Regions from separate parts of the Rattus norvegicus genome. Here region 2 is linked to region 1. A link is a contact called in public Hi-C data. All regions are on one chromosome and are shown on one strand. The core of a region is the stretch at or near the end of the contact, and the rest is flanking DNA. Distances in the headings are between cores, read along the strand shown. Region 1 holds the start of Sulf1 (sulfatase 1). Region 2 overlaps C5h8orf34 (similar to human chromosome 8 open reading frame 34).

Region 1 (4,143 bases), core at 1,038-3,537:
CTTTGTTAGGGAGCCGGAACCGAAGCGTGTGTCTTCCAGGTATGAACTCCTATGTTCCAGCACTGTGTCTGGTTAACGCCCTGCTGCCTTGGACAGGTGGTTCTTTGGGGTGGGAAAAGAGAAGTCTTCCATATTATCTGCTTCCCGACCAGCCAGCTTGATGCTCAGTCTCCAGGCAGAGGCTCATGGGGCCCCTGAGACTTTGTATTCATAAGCAGAAGCTCGTCCTTGCCCTTGTTAGAATACCATTGTGGGACCTCTCCTTGGGTGAAAGCCAGCCCAAAAACGGGGCTCTACCTTGTCATGAAATAATGCTACACGGGTACCAAAATGGCCTGGTCAGTAAGCTCTGAACCTGCTCCATGCTGTAAGGAGCGCTGATGCTGATACGATGGGAGGTATTTGTCTCCCTTTCCCTATTCACATTTGAAACCTCAGTTCCATAGCAAAACTAATAAGGAATGAATGGAATTCCAAACGGCTTCAGCTCATGAACTAGGTCCTATTACCCTTTGGTTATGTAATATTGGGGCTCAGATAGCGCTCAGAATCACTGTGGGGCAATGCTCTTCACTGAAGATGTTCAGACCTTGACTGCAGGACATCCGGACAACAGACACCTCAGCACTGTACTGGGATACTGGTTTTGTCTTAACTTTTGTTTTTAAGATGGTTTTTTTAAAAATCAGTTCTATGATTACAAAAATATGAGACTGAAACCAAACGTTAGAGACCTCAAGTCAAATCACAGCGTCCCTGGCGTCTCTGCCTATCACATAGCTCCTACCTGCAGTGCTCTGTACAAAAATCTGTCACCTGCAAGTGTAAGGACCAGGTTGCATTGCTCTACCCAATTTCCCAATCCCTGTAGGACAAGAGTAGGTTTCTCAGGGAGCAAGTCAGTCTCTGAGTGCAGTGAAAATAGTAGCCCAGACTCACCCATCCTGCTCAAACACTTGAAAAAATAAAAATACCCTTTCAATCCCTCAGAAAATAAGGCACCAATTTGAAAGGCTCTTTTTTTTTTAATGACACAAGATGTAGCATGTAATGTCCCTTGTTATATTCCATTCAATTAAATCCTGGTGGGTGATTTTGGCAGAGCAGTTAGCCGCACATCAGATGACAACTCACTGTTGCTGGGCACCCGGATGACCATTAATTTCCAATGACTAATTTGTAATTAAAATCTTTTTGTTTATTTGTTTATAGGCAGAGCTGAACATCTATTTACATTTAATTAACATTGTTTAAAGCCTATAAACGCATCGACTTCAATGGTCCATCCCAGATAGGCTCCTTCAGTTTTTCCTCACTTGTAAAACTCACACACAGATCTGCAAGTGAATTACATCCATCTGCTCCCTCTGCAGCGGCACTGGGCTACGTTAGAGAGCGACTTCCTCCTACTTCCCTATTTGCTTTGCTTCCAGTTCTGAGCATTTGGGTTTCAGAGCCGACCCAAAGGCTGCACCGACGGTAGCCAGCCCCAACCAGACTTAGTTTCCAAAAATGATTAAAAACCCATTTGGGCTCCATCCCAAATCGACCCAATCTACCTTGCACAAATTCGGTTAACAAAGCGTTTCCGACTCTGTCGGCTGACCATAGACCCTAAGAATCTTTCCTTTTTGAGAAGGGGAACGCAACAGCTTCAAAGTGAACTCTTTAATGGTGAGAGCTAAAACAAACGCTTTCTTGGCCTTGCCCATCCTTGATGAGCAATCCGCACCTACTTTTTTGCGACTATAACGGGGACCTCATGGCACCCAGGCTCCCAAAGACAGTTTCTTCGTTACACCTTCCAAAGCAACGTCCGAGAAGCGTTAGCGCTACAAAGATAGCCGAGCCGGAGCTATGAGCACTGTTATCTGTCAGCCGTACAATAGCAGCATTGATGGAACGGCGAGGACCGGCTTTGACAAGTGTGCTGGGCTAGCATTACATTCCAAACTACGGCGAGAGAGAGAGGGAGAGAGCGAGAAAGAGAGAGAGGGAGAGGGAGGGGATAGGAGAGGAGAGAGGGAGAGAGGAGGAAGGGGAGAGAGAGAGAGAGAGAGAGAGAGAGAGAGAGAGAGAGAGAGAGAGAGAGAATTGATTTGGTGTCTTTTACTTTACCTGAAAACACAGCGTTTCTTGTGGCTGCTGCAAATGAATTCCTCCTCCTCTTCCCCAAAGCCAAGTACTTGGATTTTGCCTGCAACTCTCACTTGGAGAAGACCACACAGCTCCAGCAGGGCAGCCTTCCTTCTCTTAATCCCCACTCGAATGTGATGACACACGCTAACCCCAACCATCTGTTGAAACACGTCCTCAAGCACTCAGCACAGTGCTGTGTCAAGACAGGCTGCCCAATCCAATTGCTGGGACTGAGAGTCTCGCACCGATTGGAGGCGGAGGGCTGGGCAGGGACGGGGAGGTCGGAGAACTCCCCAGCCAAGTAACCTGAGATTTTCGGAGAGAAAGGACTGCTACAAAAAGAGGAGTGGGAGGTGCGGCGGGGAAGGTAGAGCGGATGAATTATTCTGGTGGCCAGTTGTGCCTTACTTTTCACAAGTCTCTGTGCTCCTCGGTGGGTGGAGGGGGTTCTCGGTGGGATGCCCAGGAACACTAAAAATCTTTTACAGCCCGTCTATTGAGGGCAATGTCCTCAGCCAGCCGCTCCCCCCATCACTCCACGGGAGATAAAAGATTCTTCTTGTCATGCTGATAAAGTGTTAAATGTGGGAGTAGTTTGCACTGAAATGTGACATCTACATTTTGAAATCTAAACTCCTACCTCCCTTTGATTGGGGGCGGCAGCCTCCAACATTCCTGGAAGGGCTTGGGGGGTGGTGTCGCAGCTTTGAGCCGAAACTTCTTTTTCTCCCTGGGCTCTTCACGTGTCTCTCCGGCTAAGCAGAGATGGTCAATGAAAACCATTTCGCTCTACTTCTCCAAAGCAGCTCACGCTTTCCCAGATAAAGCTGGCTTTTAATCACTTCCTACATCCACAGCCGTCTCTGGACCACAGCTCCTGGAACTAGAAGGCTACACTCTGCCAGCAATTATTTTTATTGGTTTCTAGTTAATTGTGCTTATAACATCCACGTAGCCCGAGCATCTCATTAACTATTTTGCCTTGAAGTGTTTTCAATTTGGGGGTGTTTAATACATCCTTCTTGTGTACTTTTTTTTCTCAAAAGGTAGTTTCTCTGAAAATTGTTCTTATAAAAGTAATTACATTGATAACCTGACTCAGAAAAGTATTACATTTGTTACAGATAAGACGATTTTGAGAAATAAATTCCTTACTTAAAAAAAATCTTATCCTTTCAAAAATTCCATCAGACATTCAAGGAATTTGGATAATCTTAAAGAGTAAAGAGGAATTTTAAATACCACCTACTGCCTAGCTGTGCCTGTTGGAGGCTAACATTTAAATATTACACCTTTTGAGCTTTGTGGTGAGAAAACCGATCACTTATGGGAGTGGGGGAGGGGATGGGAGGAAGGTTTAGAAGTCCAGATTACAAATAGGTAGCTGATATTTGGCGTATCCATGTCATAAAAAGATTTTTTTTTCAGTAAGAAGCCACATTGGCTGATTGGCTCTCTCTGCTTCACCTGTTTCTGTGATGTTATATATCACTTTCTCCCGATGCAAGTTTACAAAGCACAGAGAGGAGGAAAGGAGAGCTTGCTGGAGTGATATCTCCCCTACTGTGTCCTCAGGAAAAAGGAAGGGGAGGCGGGTGGGGAGGTGGGAGTTCTGACTTCATTTGCTTATTATCTTCCCAGAGTGATTATAAGGTGTCCGCTTTACAATGTATCACAAACTCACTAAGCTACCCAGGACTCCAGGCACCCACATCCACATACATAAGCAACACAGACATTGTCAACAGTGCAATTGGCAGGACAGGCCCAACGCTTCCCTGGGGCACCGTAAAATTTTAATAGTGCCAATTACTGTCGGGCAATTTTATTCCGTCTTGTTTTTGGAGGAGTGGGTGATAGTTAATTCAGCCAGACCTCAGGCTGGAAATCTGGACTGCCTCAACGGCATAGAAGCAAAGACCGGGGAGACATTATTAAGTCAGTTTGCAATCTCTTAAACTGTAAGTTGAGTTACAAAAGTAAAACTTAAGAAACCGTCAAGGT
Region 2 (4,180 bases), core at 872-3,371, 970 kb after region 1:
CCTGACTCACTATAAAAGGGGGCTGCTTGCCCCCTCCTCTGTCTCTTGCTCTCTCTTGTTCCTCTCTTGCCCTTGCTTTCCTGCTCCTGCTCTGTCGTCTTTGTCCCCCGCCTCTCTCCGTGTTTATAGCCGGCCTCGACTTCTCTACTTTTCTATTCTCTCTCTGCCTTTCTCTGTCTCTAGTACCCTCTTGCCTCCCCTCCCCATGAGATGCCTCAGCATGGGCCTGCAGAGACACCCCCTCCCCCCATACCTGACTTTAACACCGTAGAACTTATCCCCCTTCTTTTTATCTGTTTATAAACACATCACTTGTTGAGCAGTCTTCTAGCTTCTATGCAAACCCCAATCAAACAGCCATTTGTGAAGTACTTAATCTTAGATTTCTCTAAAAGTAAACGATATAAACAGCCCAAGTTTCATTGGCATCAACACAATATAATCCAAAGACTTTGTCTGAATCCTTTGTGATAGGCTAAGAGCTTGTCCTGGGAATTAAGGAGATGAAAACTGCCATGCTATTTGGGGGCAACTGTTGGAACTCCAAGGTGCAGGCTAGGAAGCCAGAAACACCTACAGCACGAATTTGCCATCTCTTGGAACTCACTAATTGAATCAGCCCTTAGAAGTTTGTCCTGCCCTCCGGGCTGTCCGGCCTGGCCTTTGACCATGAGCAAAAAGGGGACAGAGTGTACGTTAGCAAGCTGGGTGCTGCTGCAGCTCTGCGGAGCACGCTACAGACACAAGCTGGGAAACGCTTGGTTTCATTGAAATAAATGAAGTAAAGAAATTTGGCTTCCCAACCTGTTCTTACCAGAGTCAGATAAATACTTTAGACTAGCCTTGAAGGGAAGAAAAGCCAGGCCAATAGTTCAGATATTGGGTAGAGAGAGACAAAGCCAGAAGGAAAGCATGTAAAGAAATATCAGGTTCCATTTCTTGTTTCTCTTTCTAGATTCAAGGATGGAAGATATTTACACTTTCATTCCTATGAAACTATTTTCATTATCCGCTCCCACAACATTTGCTAATCGACCCTTGAGACCCTCACAGATCTCTTCCTCCTCCTCAAGATGCACCAAAGAAAAGCCACGCTGTTACCAGAGAGGAGCAGCAGCATGCTCGGTTATGACCACATTACTGAAGAGGAGAGGAGAACCAGCGTTGATGGTCAGAGCCCAAAGTAGCAGTAAATATGAGTTAACCTTTAATGCTCGTTTGACACCGAGGAAATTTGCTTTGTATGCAATTTTGAAAAATGCCCCGTGTTTTAATGAGGTGAGCATAATCTGTGAACCTCTGAGCTTTCTGAAACGTAACCCATAGAAAGCCTGTTATTTTCACGTTAAGTCACTGTGACTTGACGTGGATACAGGCCAAAGGGTATAAGGTTAGGTGTCATAGCCATTTGTTGAATTTTAACAGCTCCAAGAAAGGTCTTTTCCCATAATTAGAAAAACAACGAATGAAATTTAGATTACGCATGCAATTGTGCCGAATTTACCTGTACTTGAGTAATTCAAGTGTGAGTAAAAGTTAAAAGCCTGCTAGTAAGTTAAATGCTTAAGATGCGATGTATTTGTATCAGTGACAACCTCTCTCCCTCTCCCTCTGTCTGTCTGTCTTCTCCCTCCTCTTAGGTCTTACTTAGAAGAAAGTTAACAAGGAAAGCCACCTGCACTGGTTTGCTCCAAACCTTATTAGAACTATCACACCACGCCAATCCCGTGATTTCAAAGACTCAACATCTCCTAACTGAAGAACACTTAGAGTAGTTTAGGTTTCTTGTCTGCCACTCACTTGGGGTAGATCTAACTAAACAGGTATAATCAGGAGCCCACCACGACTCCAGTTCTTATTAGGCTCCTAATGTTGTTAATAAAGGCAGGACAGGAGAGAGACTATCTCAACATTGTAAACGATGATGACCATTCACAGGATTCCAAACCTTTTGCTTTTGTGTCCTAAAATTTAACTTTGCTTCCAGTAAAATTTAAAATCAGAATAATCTAGCAAATGAGCTCCCGCCTTTCTCCTTCCTTTTCCTTTCACTTTTAAAGTTATTTTTAAGCTGAGTATAGATGCAATCTCGCTGTGGTCGTGTTGGGAAATGACACCGGAAGTACACAGAAGCATATAGACAGTGGTGGCCATCTCTTACACTGTTCACCTCGCACGATGATTACACTGCAGCTCATTTCTTCAGTATTTATATGTTAATCTGTTCTCCAAACTTTACAAAAAAGTTGCATAAGAACGTTTTCAGAAACGTTTCTTTAATTATTAATTTTGCATAAAGGCATAGCGTGCAGCACCTTTCATTTGTAACGCAGGTTTCCATTTTAACAGCCTGTGCCAAGGTTTCCCTTTGTGGGACTTCCTGAAAGTGTTGGAAAATTGCAAATAAAAAGCATTAGCACCCCCTGGTGGTGCAGCGAATTTATAGAACAAAGTAGTTTTGGTAAGTTTGCCTCCATTTTCTCTTTCACCTCACTTTTAACAGTGCAAGGCTATTTTAAAGTCAGTGTGTAACGTGCATTTTAAAAGATGTTTTGGTTATTTGCATGTTTGAGTAGATAATAAAATGACTCAAAATGTGCAAAGTAATACACAAATTCATAGAGGAATTTAATACTTTTACTATTACAGAATTCTGCTTTGCTCATTACAGTACTGGCATATGTTTAAATTAACCTAATTAGTAGTAATTATTCTTGAGTTTATTATTATGCCTTTTTAAATTGGGTTATGTCTGTGCAGTTCAACCTGCTCTGGAACTCACTATGTAGCCCAGGATGTCCTAGACATTATAACCTCCTCTACCACGTTTTGAACTCTATAACTACAGACAAAAACCACTACGCCTATCTTCAAGTTGACTCTTGAAATTCTATTTTCAATTTTACGTTTTGTACCATATAAACCAGACGTGATCTGAGTAAATTGAAGAGGATAATTTAACAGGTATATGTGGGACCTCAAAGTCTATGCCTGAGGCTGCTGATACTGACAGATCTGAGGAGGATACTGAGAGTAGGCACCACTTAAGACAGGAAGTATTTAAAATTTTCTATAAAGCAATGGAGGCATTTATAAATACTTCGTGTGAGCACCTAAAGTAGTCACAGTAAAAAGATATATAGTTTTAGAAATTAACTACAATTTTCTGACACAAGGTTTTATTGTGTTTTTCAGAATACCTGGGGCTTTCCCACCTCTGCCTCCTGCAACAGGAGATTGCAGGCAGCCTATGCCACCATCCCTGGCAAATAACTATTTTTTTAAAAAAAGAAATGCCTTAAGAAATGAATTGATTTATGTGCATATCCACGTATAATAAGTTTGCAAAATGTCCAACTTACATATGATTTCTTTTTTCTTTTCTTTTACTGGATATTTTTTATATTTATGTTTCAAATATACCCTTTCCTGGTTTCCCCTCCAGAAACCCCCTACTCCTTTCCCCTCCCTCTGCTTCCATAAGTGTGTTCCCCTACTCACCCACCCACTTCTTCCTGCATCAAACCTTGAAAGGACCAATGATGCCTGATAAGGCCATCCTCTGCTACATATGGGGCTGGAGTTATAGGTCCTTCCATGTGTACGCTTTGGTTTGTGGTTTAGTCTCTGGGAGCTCTGGGAGTCTGGTTGGTTGATATTGTTGTTCTTCGTATATGGTTGCAAACCTCTTCTGCTCTTTCAGTCCTTTCTCTAACTCCTCCATTGGGGACCCTCTACTCAGTCCAATGATTGGCTGCCAGCTTCTGTCTCTGTAATGTCAGGCTTTGGCAGAGCCTCTCAGAAGACAGCTACATCAGACTCCTGTCAGCATGCCCTTCTTGGCATCCACAAAATTGTCTGGGTTTGATGACTGTATATGGGATGGATCCACCAGGTGAGGCAGTCTCTGGATGACCTTTCCTTTAGTCTCTGCTCCACATATTGTCTCTGTATTTCCTGCTGTGAGTATTTTGTTCCCCCTTGTAAGAAGAACTGAACTGCACATTTTGGTTGCCCTTCTTCTTGAGCTTCATGTTGTTTGTGGATTGTGTCTTGGGTAATCCAAGATTTTGGGTTAATAAGTACTTATCAGTGAGCGCATATACCGTATGTGGGTTTTGTGTGTGTGTATGTGGTGTGTGTGTGTGTGTGTGTGTGTGTGTGTGTGTGTGTGTGTGTG

The links. Hi-C and Micro-C count contacts between places; a contact is called where the count stands out from the background.
Region 2: a contact with region 1 is called in a Hi-C map of the A7r5 cell line, with 8 times the contacts expected there. The contact joins the enhancer-like site here to the promoter of Sulf1 in region 1. A contact is called at or near these places in 8 of 12 Hi-C or Micro-C datasets (the A7r5 cell line, the Rat2 cell line, Schwann cells and 5 more).

What each region holds. Positions count from the first base shown.
Region 1 is chr5:11,306,335-11,310,477 of GRCr8, forward strand. It overlaps Sulf1 (sulfatase 1), which reads right to left and starts at 2,288. Exons shown (of 22, transcript NM_134378.3): 1 at 2,119-2,288.
Region 2 is chr5:12,275,915-12,280,094 of GRCr8, forward strand. All of the region lies in intron 7 of C5h8orf34 (similar to human chromosome 8 open reading frame 34), which reads right to left. Among named protein-coding and RNA genes, the nearest start is that of C5h8orf34, 280 kb to the right of the region's middle. Within about 2 kb of position 2,122, at least 3 of the 93 cell types and tissues checked have an H3K27ac peak or open chromatin away from gene starts, as enhancers often do. A contact at or near this core is called in the A7r5 cell line, where this site is marked.